3 separate regions of the Anser cygnoides genome follow, and all the other regions are linked to region 1. Evidence: chromatin contacts called from public Hi-C data. All regions are on one chromosome and are shown on one strand. The core of a region is the stretch at or near the end of the contact, and the rest is flanking DNA. Distances in the headings are between cores, read along the strand shown.

The links. Hi-C and Micro-C count contacts between places; a contact is called where the count stands out from the background.
Region 2: a Hi-C map of liver shows a contact between it and region 1, with 6 times the contacts expected there. The contact joins the promoter of SHH here to the promoter of RBM33 in region 1. A contact is called at or near these places in 2 of 7 Hi-C or Micro-C datasets (both in liver).
Region 3: a contact with region 1 is called in a Hi-C map of liver, with 4 times the contacts expected there. The contact joins the promoter of INSIG1 here to the promoter of RBM33 in region 1. A contact is called at or near these places in 2 of 7 Hi-C or Micro-C datasets (both in liver).

Annotation. Positions count from the first base shown.
Region 1 is chr2:9,082,048-9,084,747 of Taihu_goose_T2T_genome, forward strand. It overlaps RBM33 (RNA binding motif protein 33), which reads left to right and starts at 1,370. Exons shown (of 18, transcript XM_048062264.2): 1 at 1,370-1,602. The coding sequence starts at 1,575.
Region 2 is chr2:9,217,674-9,220,401 of Taihu_goose_T2T_genome, forward strand. It overlaps SHH (sonic hedgehog signaling molecule), which reads right to left and starts at 1,451. Exons shown (of 3, transcript XM_048062464.2): 1 at 878-1,451. The coding sequence starts at 1,186.
Region 3 is chr2:8,920,948-8,923,742 of Taihu_goose_T2T_genome, forward strand. It overlaps INSIG1 (insulin induced gene 1), which reads left to right and starts at 1,292. Exons shown (of 6, transcript XM_066991440.1): 1 at 1,292-1,449; 2 at 2,177-2,548. The coding sequence starts at 2,194.

The DNA of each region.
Region 1 (2,700 bases), core at 120-2,619:
CTGCAGGGAGCCTGGAACAAAGTGACATGAGAACTTCTCTATTCTCATAGCGTGGGTTTAATCAGATAATGTTGATAATTTAAATACTAACATTGTTAATTATTTCCATGAGGACTTAGCCACCTGGGAAAGTTTTGCCGGTTACTTGAACTAGTCTTGTTACATGAGGCTCCATTAAATTGCTTCAGTTCAGATTGGGCTTCTTCACAAGTAGTATAAACTAAGTTTGTTGTGTACTAAGGCTCATTTTTATACTGTGTTTAGCGTGGTGCGTGGGTAATGCTGCAAGTTCTGTTCCCCCATTGGAAAGAAAATGAACAGCTCCTTTTGGTGAGTTAGTTTCCTTTGGGATTAGTGAGTTAGTTTCCTTTGGGATAGGTGAACTGATCTGCCCTGTTAGCACAGGAGCGCTAGGCCTTCAGAAAAGGGGAGCACATGGTTAAGCTAAGAGAAAAACAAGTACTTAATAGAGAGGGTGGTGGAAAAGGATGTTTAACCTGCAATGAAATTGGATGTAGCATGTTACGACATTGAACATGCAAAGTAAAAACATGTACAGAGGTGAGGTGTGAGGGTAGATGCAAGCAGGATCTACACAAATGATCAACTTGTTTAACCAAGCCTAGCTTCCCTATACACTCAAACCCTGGAAGATGGAGGACCATTCATAATGGGAATTATACCTTTTGGGGTTTATTTTAATCCTGTTGCTAATTATTTTTCTTCCTCGCGAAAGAGGCAGCTGAAGACGGGCTGTCATGCAGAACCTACAGCCTACTGAAGCACTGGTGTAACCTAACACGAACAGGGCACTTCAGCGATGCCCCGCACAGCCTGTACAGGCCCTTGTGCCACAGAGGCGTGTGAGGAGCGAGGTGCAGCACCTCTCCTCCCTGCCCTAACCCCACTGCTTGCCCTCTCAGCTCCAAGCACCGCAGCCAGCAGCAGGCTGAGAAGCCAAGGAAGGGGAGGCCGAGCCCAGGCACCTCAGAGGAGTGGCCACAGGGGCAGCAGGGCGGCCTGCAGGGACACCGAGCCGAGCAAGGCAGCGCCCAGCCGCATCCCCTCAGCCCTCCCCACGCTCTGTGGGCCCCCCGCGCCCCGCGGCCGCCATGACAACCGCCCGGCCCCTCCCCCGCACTGCGCATGCGCGCCCCCTCCCCTCCCCGATCTGCCTCTCCCTTCCTCTATACGCCCCCTCCCCTCTGCTCCCCCCTCCCATCTGCACATGCGCACTCCCACCTCCTCCACCCGGCCGGCTGAGCCGAGGGGAGGGAGCGAGGCGCATGCGCACAAGGCCCGGGCTGACCAACCAGCTGCGCCCACCGCCCTCCCCCCTTTCCCCGCGGGGGCGGGGCCGGTCCGCCGCCGTCCCGGCGTGCAGCGCGGCAGCGGCGACAGCGGCGGCGGTCGCCATGTTGTGGTAGTTTGTTGTTCTCCTGCGGCCGGGCCGCGCCGAGGGGCGGCCGCCGGGCGCTGAGGCCGGGCCCTTCCTCGGGGCCTTTCTCCGTCCCAGCGCTCCCGGGGGCGGCTCGGAGGAGGTGTCGGGAGCCGCCGGGGTGAGGCGAGGAGCCATGGCTGCTGCCCTGGGAGGAGGCGCAGGTGGGTGGCGGCGGGCCCGGGCCTCGCCTCGCCTCACGGAGGGGTGAGGGGTGCTGAGGGGTGCGGGGCCCTCGTCTCCTTCCCCCTCATGAACGCTTTTCAGCCGCCTTTTTCGGCTCGGGACCGCCGGGTGGGTGGGTGGGGTGTGTTTTAGGCTCCTGTTTATTTGGAGGTGAGTGGTACCGTGGTTTTACGCTCCCCGTGCGGGTGTCCCGATCGAATAATTGATTTCTGACCTAAGGAGTAACTAAAATTTTATTTCGCAGATGATCCTGAAGCAGAGCGTCTCGGTTGGAACGCGTAAAGCACAATCAGTGCGTGGTCCTAGGGTTCTTGGGTGCGCCACTGCTCTTCCGTTTGGCTCCTACTTGCAGTATTTGAGTGACAGGCGAAAGCCAGGGCTGTTCTGGTTGGTGCGATAGGCAGACTTTAAAATTAAAACACTCGATCGAGTGATTTTAAAGAAAAAAAGGCTTAGATCCCCCGTGTGACCCATCTTCAGGAGAGATGTAGTTCAGAGAACGTATCTATTTCTGGTGCTCTGGGTCCTCCTTTCATAGGACTAACAGGTTAGTTAAACGCTTGTTAGGGTTAACAGTATCTTTCCTTGTCTGTACTAAAGTTTCTGATGATTTTAGTTAGTTTTTCTTGTCAGCAGCTGTTACAGAGAAGAGCGTGGCTGGTCCTCAGGATCACTTGCCAGGGTGGTCAGTCTGCTACCAGTTAAGCAAACAGTGGTGAACAAAGCATGTAAATACAACTGCTGAAGGTAAACGTTGCGAGGAAATTCCCAAATTTCAAAATTGAAAACTTTGGGAAGAAGGCTAGAAAGGACAGCGCTAATTGGTAATATTCTGAGGATGTTGAGCGTTGGCTTAATGGTGTTAATTACATTGTAGTGTTAAAGTTATTTTACAAAAGTATTTGTGCTATTAACTGTGGTTCAGTTACTTTTGATGTGGAAGTAAACTTTGCATATATATGCTATATCTGAAAGTTTTTTGCTAGTGCTATGAGGAAAGGGTATTTTAAAGGAAATGTCACTTTCTAAGCACTTGAATTCTTGTGTTTATAAATGCTGCAAGTTGAGTGAGCATG
Region 2 (2,728 bases), core at 201-2,700, 140 kb after region 1:
CTTTGAGAGGTTCTCTCTCCCTCTTTCTCTCTCTCTTTTTGCATAAAATGGTTCCGCAATATGATTCCACCCGAGATCCAATATTTACCCAGTTGTAAACCTTGTGCCATCAGATTTTTTAAAACAGAAGGTGATGCAATGCTGATAAGTTGCAAGTCCCTCCCCTATGGAAGTACCAGAGCATTGGCGGCGAGCATCCTTAAAGAAATATCAATATATTTACGCTCTGATGGGCACAATTGCAAATGATGGTATTGCAATACGAGCTATATAATACGGAATCAGGAGAGGAATGGTCGATCCGGCTTCAGCTGCCTTTTGTGAGTGCACGACTGCATGCCTACTAAATTTAGAATATGCTCGCGAGGAGGAAAAAAAAAAAAAAAGAAGAAGAAGAAGAAGGATAAAATGAAATGAAAGAAAAAAAAAAGAAATGAAATCAAATAAAAAGATCAAGTCAGCAGGCGCACCAACCGAGGACTACGCTTGTAATAATGAGTGAGTGGCCTGGCGGTCACTATACACTTGGGGTCCTCTGAGCTGTATGCAATTCGTTTGATCAAAGTGCATCCTTGGGGACAAATGCAAACAGCAATCGCTAAACCAAGTTACAGGGAACGCCATGGCACGGTAATGACTGTAAGTATCACACAGATCCCCCACCAAATATCTAGCCAGCTCCAGCTCCAGCCCCTGCTAACTTGTCCTGGATAGATGGGGTTTACATTCAATGGGGGAAACTAGCCGAGTTTGGAGGGGCGGGGGGAGGAGGGGGAGAGGAAAAGGGGGGGCTTTCAAACATACTAAGACAGATGCGTCCTTTAGGATTGCTCAGAGAGGTTAACAAACACAAATACAGGTATCTCTGTGGCTCTACCTGAGTCATCAGTCTGTCAGCTCCCGTGTTCTCTTCATCCTTAAAAATAATGTCAGGGTTGTAATTTGGGGTTAGTTCTTTAAATCTCTCGGAGTTTCTTGTGATCTTCCCTTCATATCTTCCACTGGCCCCTAGGGTCTTCTCTGCCACATTGGGAATAAACTGCTTATAGGCTAAAGGGGTCAGCTTTTTGGGGTGTCTCCTTTTTCCAATGCCCCTGCCTGGTCCACAAGTCAGCCCAGAGGAGACTAAAAGAGCGCAGATGAAGCCCACCAAGAGAATTCTTGTCAACAGCAGCATTTCGTCCATTGAATCCAATTACTTCAAAGCTCTCTGTGCCTATCCCTGGCTGTCTCTCTAGAGCTCTCTCTCCTCCTATGTCCTTGTCTGCTTTCTGAATCGTATACTATCCACCGATCCCTAGCAAGACAGGTGCTGGAATGGCAGGCTTTAGGTCGCTGATAACGGAACACATCGGAGTTTGGTCGGGAGACAGCAAGCGAGAGACAAAAAGGGTCTGATTTTAATGGTAGCAAAGCAAGACGCTTGTGAGAGGAGTCTGCCTTTAGTTCTATATTATAGCTGCCAGGGCCGAGAGCTGATTGGCCAAGGCGAGACAAGCTTGTCTTCTGATGTTTTAACCCTCAAAAAGGCAACAAATTCTTGAAAGATTTTTTTTTTTTCCTTTTACCTGAAGGGCTTGGAGCTGAAAGGGGTGGAGATTGCGCTTTCTTGGGATAACATCAATTACACGCTGTTTTTTTTTTTTTTCTTCTTAAAAAAAAAAAAAAAACTTTCTTGGCAGAATGGTACATTTGTCAGCAAGGGGAACAGATGCCTCTGTGAAATAAAAAAAAAATAATAAATAAATAAATAAGATTAGCAAGCTGCCTCGGTGCAAGGCAAGTTTCTAAGGGCAGTTGCAGGGAAATAAAATGCCGAATTATCGGGGAACAGTGCAAATAGAAACGTATTGGGGAACTAATAAAGCCCAGGGGAGGCATAATGCCATTTAGGGGTGATCCCACCTAAGTGGCTTTGTAACAGGTTTCTGCCCCCTGCAAAGAGATACTGCTCTCCCTCATAAAGCCACGCATTTTGAAAACACACTCCCCTTTTAGCTGATAAATGGCTACTTTGGGGGAAGAAAAAGGCAAGTTTGATAGGAGACGGCAGCTTTGTGAAGTTGGCGTGTCTGACTTTGTATCCCACAACTGCAAAGTGGAGGGACCCAAGCAACATTTTCTTCAAAGACCAGAGCTACCACCCGCTTTAAAATAAGGTAGTACCTTGGGAAGTGCAGGAAAAGTCAGCTGATTAAAAATAGATGGTCTCCTGAGCACGCTGGGGCTGTATTCTTTGTTTCTTTGCTCGAAGTCGAAGAGGAGCGTTTTAGACTCCTACACCTCCTCGCGGGGTGTCATTAAGTTTTTAAGAAAAGCGTAGTGTTGAAAGCATCCGCAAACACAATTAACAGAGATCGATCCAAACAAAGTGAATGGAAAGGGGAGAAGTTTAATGTTAAATTAATTGTTATCTCATGCAGCGTGGCAAGTGATGTCTTTATCCCGATCTCCAAAAGCTACTAATCAGACAAAGGTGTTGAAAGACGAGCAAAATTGCAGAGATGGGGATGATAGAGCAGGTTAGACAGAAAAGCAGACTCCCATATGAACAAACACTTCTGTTCCTGTAAAGGGCTCATTTGCTTTTGCTCCAAAGGACATACAATTTCTAGAAACTTCAAGTTTTTAAAGAGTTCTTAAAATTACCAAGATGACATGCTGAAGTAATTCAAAGTCCAGTCTCTCAGAAAAAAAAAAAAAAAACTTTATTTCAGGAAAAAAAAAT
Region 3 (2,795 bases), core at 42-2,541, 160 kb before region 1:
ACTATGGGGATAAAACAGAAATAGAAAGTGAACATCTACAGAGCCACATACAGAGTCGGCATATGTGGCAGTCCAGCAGTAAGGACTAAGAGGTGGAACTGGTCTGATCCCAAGCTGGTCACTATTCAGAGAACAACATTAGTCTCTTCTATGACTTCTAGCAGTGGCACTAACAACTTATACAGCTCAAAGACAGTACGGAACCTAGTCCAAAAGGCATGTTGCTCAGTAGGCTCAGCAATCCTATGGCTCTGTATACCAGTTGGGATAGGTGAAAGATCAAAAGGGATAGCCATACACTAGACGAATTTTTCACTTTATCATACACAAGGGATGTCCTTCTTTTTGTATGATTTATTGACATTTGTTATATTGCACACATCAACGAAACACAACTGGGTTGAACTAGGGCCAAGGGCTACAAAGCTGGTGAAGGGCCTGGAGCACAAGTCCTGTGAGGAGTGGCGGAGGGAGCTGGGGGTGCTTGGTCTGGAGGAGGCTCAGGGGAGACCTCATTGCTCTCTACAGCTACATGAAAGGAAGGTGTGGGGAGCTGGGGGTCGGCCTCTTCTCACAGGTAACTAGTGATAGGACTAGAGGGAAGGGCCTCAAGTTGCACCAGGGGAGGTTCAGGTTGGAAATGAGGAGACATTTCTTCTCAGAAAGAGCAGTCAGGTGTTGGGACGGGTTGCCCAGGGAGGTGGTGGAGTCACCGTCCCTGGGGGTGTTCAAGGAGAGGTTGGACGTGGTGCTTGGGGACATGGTTTAGTGGTGACACTGGTGGTAGGGGGATGGTTGGACCAGGTGATCTTGGAGGGCTTTTCCCACCCTAATGAATCTATGATTCTGTGATTGTGTATTTCATGTATTTTATCATTCTGTTACGATTCTACGATTCTGTGATTATACGATTATTTTGCCCTTCGGCTCCCCTCAGGCGCCTCACCGCCCGCCACCCTCCCGTCGCCGCCTCAGCGCTGAGGTAACGCTCCCCCCCCCCCCCCATGAGGTAACGCCTGACGCGCGCTCCCGCGGCGGGGCGGGGCGGGGCGGCGGGGCCGCGCGCGGGGCGGGTGGTGTGTCCCGCACGTCATATCAGCCGCCCGCCCGCCATTGGCTGCGCCCGCCTCACCCGACGCCGCCGGGCTGAGCGCGCGACTCCCGCGCTCGGCGAGCTCGCGCCGCGGCCCCGCCCACCGCCGCCACCCCCCCTCCCCCTTTAGCCACGCCCCCTCCGCCTTTAGCCACGCCCCCTCCGCCGCGGGGCGGGGCGGCGGCTGCGGCGGGGCCCGGCGCTGCCCCCGGCCGCCGGTAGGTCGGCGGCGCCTGACGTGACCGCGGCGGCCGGCGGTTATAAACCCGAGCGCCGGGAGCGGGACGGCGGTGGGGGGGCGGTCTGTGTCCTCGTCCCGTCCCTCGCGGGCTGAGGCTGGGCGGCGGGGGCCTGAGGTGAGAGAGAGCGGCGGTGGGAAGAGGAGGGACGGGGGGGGGCCGGTCGTGACAGGAATTGGGGGCTCCAGGGGCCGGTCGTGACAGGAATGGGGGGTCGGAGCCTCAGAGCTGTGGGTCCTGACAGGAATGGGAGTCCCCCCGGCCCTGATAGGAGCCCCTCGGGCCAGATCCTGACAGGAATGGGAGGCCCCTGGCCCCAAGGGGAGCCCACCGGGCCAGATCCTGACAGGAACGGGAGCCCACTGTCCCTAACGGTAGCCCGCCGGGCTCAACCCTGGCAGGAATGGGAGCCCCTGTGCCCTGACAGGACCCCCCCGGGCCTGATCCTGACAGGAACGGGAGCCCCTTGGGCCCTGACAGGAGCCCCCGGCCACAACGGGAGCCCACCGGGCCCAATCCTGACAGGAATTGGAGCCCCCGGCCCTAACAGTAGCCCACCAGGCTCAACCCTGACAGGAATGGGAGTCCCGCAGCCCTGATAGGAGCCCCCTGGGCTGTCCCCTCACAGGAATGGGAGCCCACCGGCCCCAATGGGAGCCCCCCCGGGGCCCCATCCTGACAAGAACGGGAGCCCCCATCCCAGTGGAGTGGGGATCTTTGTCCTCCTGCTGCCTCCAGGCCTGGCTCCTTCCCCTCCTGCCGCATCTCCTCACAGCTCGCCCCGTAGCGCGGCGCTCGTCTTCAGGCTTGTTATAACCGGTTGTTTTTCCCGCTCGCGTTGCAGGGCTGCCGGCGAGGCCGATGCCCAGGCTGGAGAGCTGCGCCTGGAGCTGTTCGTGCGCTGCCAGGGGGAGGCACAAAACGCAGCCGGGCGACGCGGCCACCAAGGCGGATGAGATGCTGAGCTCCGGAGGCCCCTCGCAGGCGTCGGTGGGACGCGGGGCGCGGAGCCCCGGCGGCGGTGCGGGCAGCACCCTGAACTGGAGCCGGCACCTGGTGCAGCGGAGCGTGGTCCTCTTCGTGGTGGGCGCTTTCATGGCGCTGGTGCTGAACTTGCTGCAGGTGCAGAGGAACGTGACGCTGTTCCCCGAGGAGGTCATCGCCACGCTCTTCTCCTCCGCCTGGTGGGTGCCCCCGTGCTGCGGGACGGCGGCAGGTGAGCGGCACGCGTCGGGGCTGACTCATTTTTCTGTATATGTCTGGATTTGAATTGTTTGCGGGTTATTTTGGGAGGTGTGTGCGCCTCCCGCCCCCACCGTGGGGAGGGCAGCCAGCGCAGCTCGCCGTGCCCCGACCCCAGCACTGTGCCCCAACCTCGTGGCCGCTCCCCACGCCACGAAACCGCCTCGATTTGGGTATTTTGGGGTTTATTTCGCCCCCCCACCCCGAAGCGCGCCGCAAGC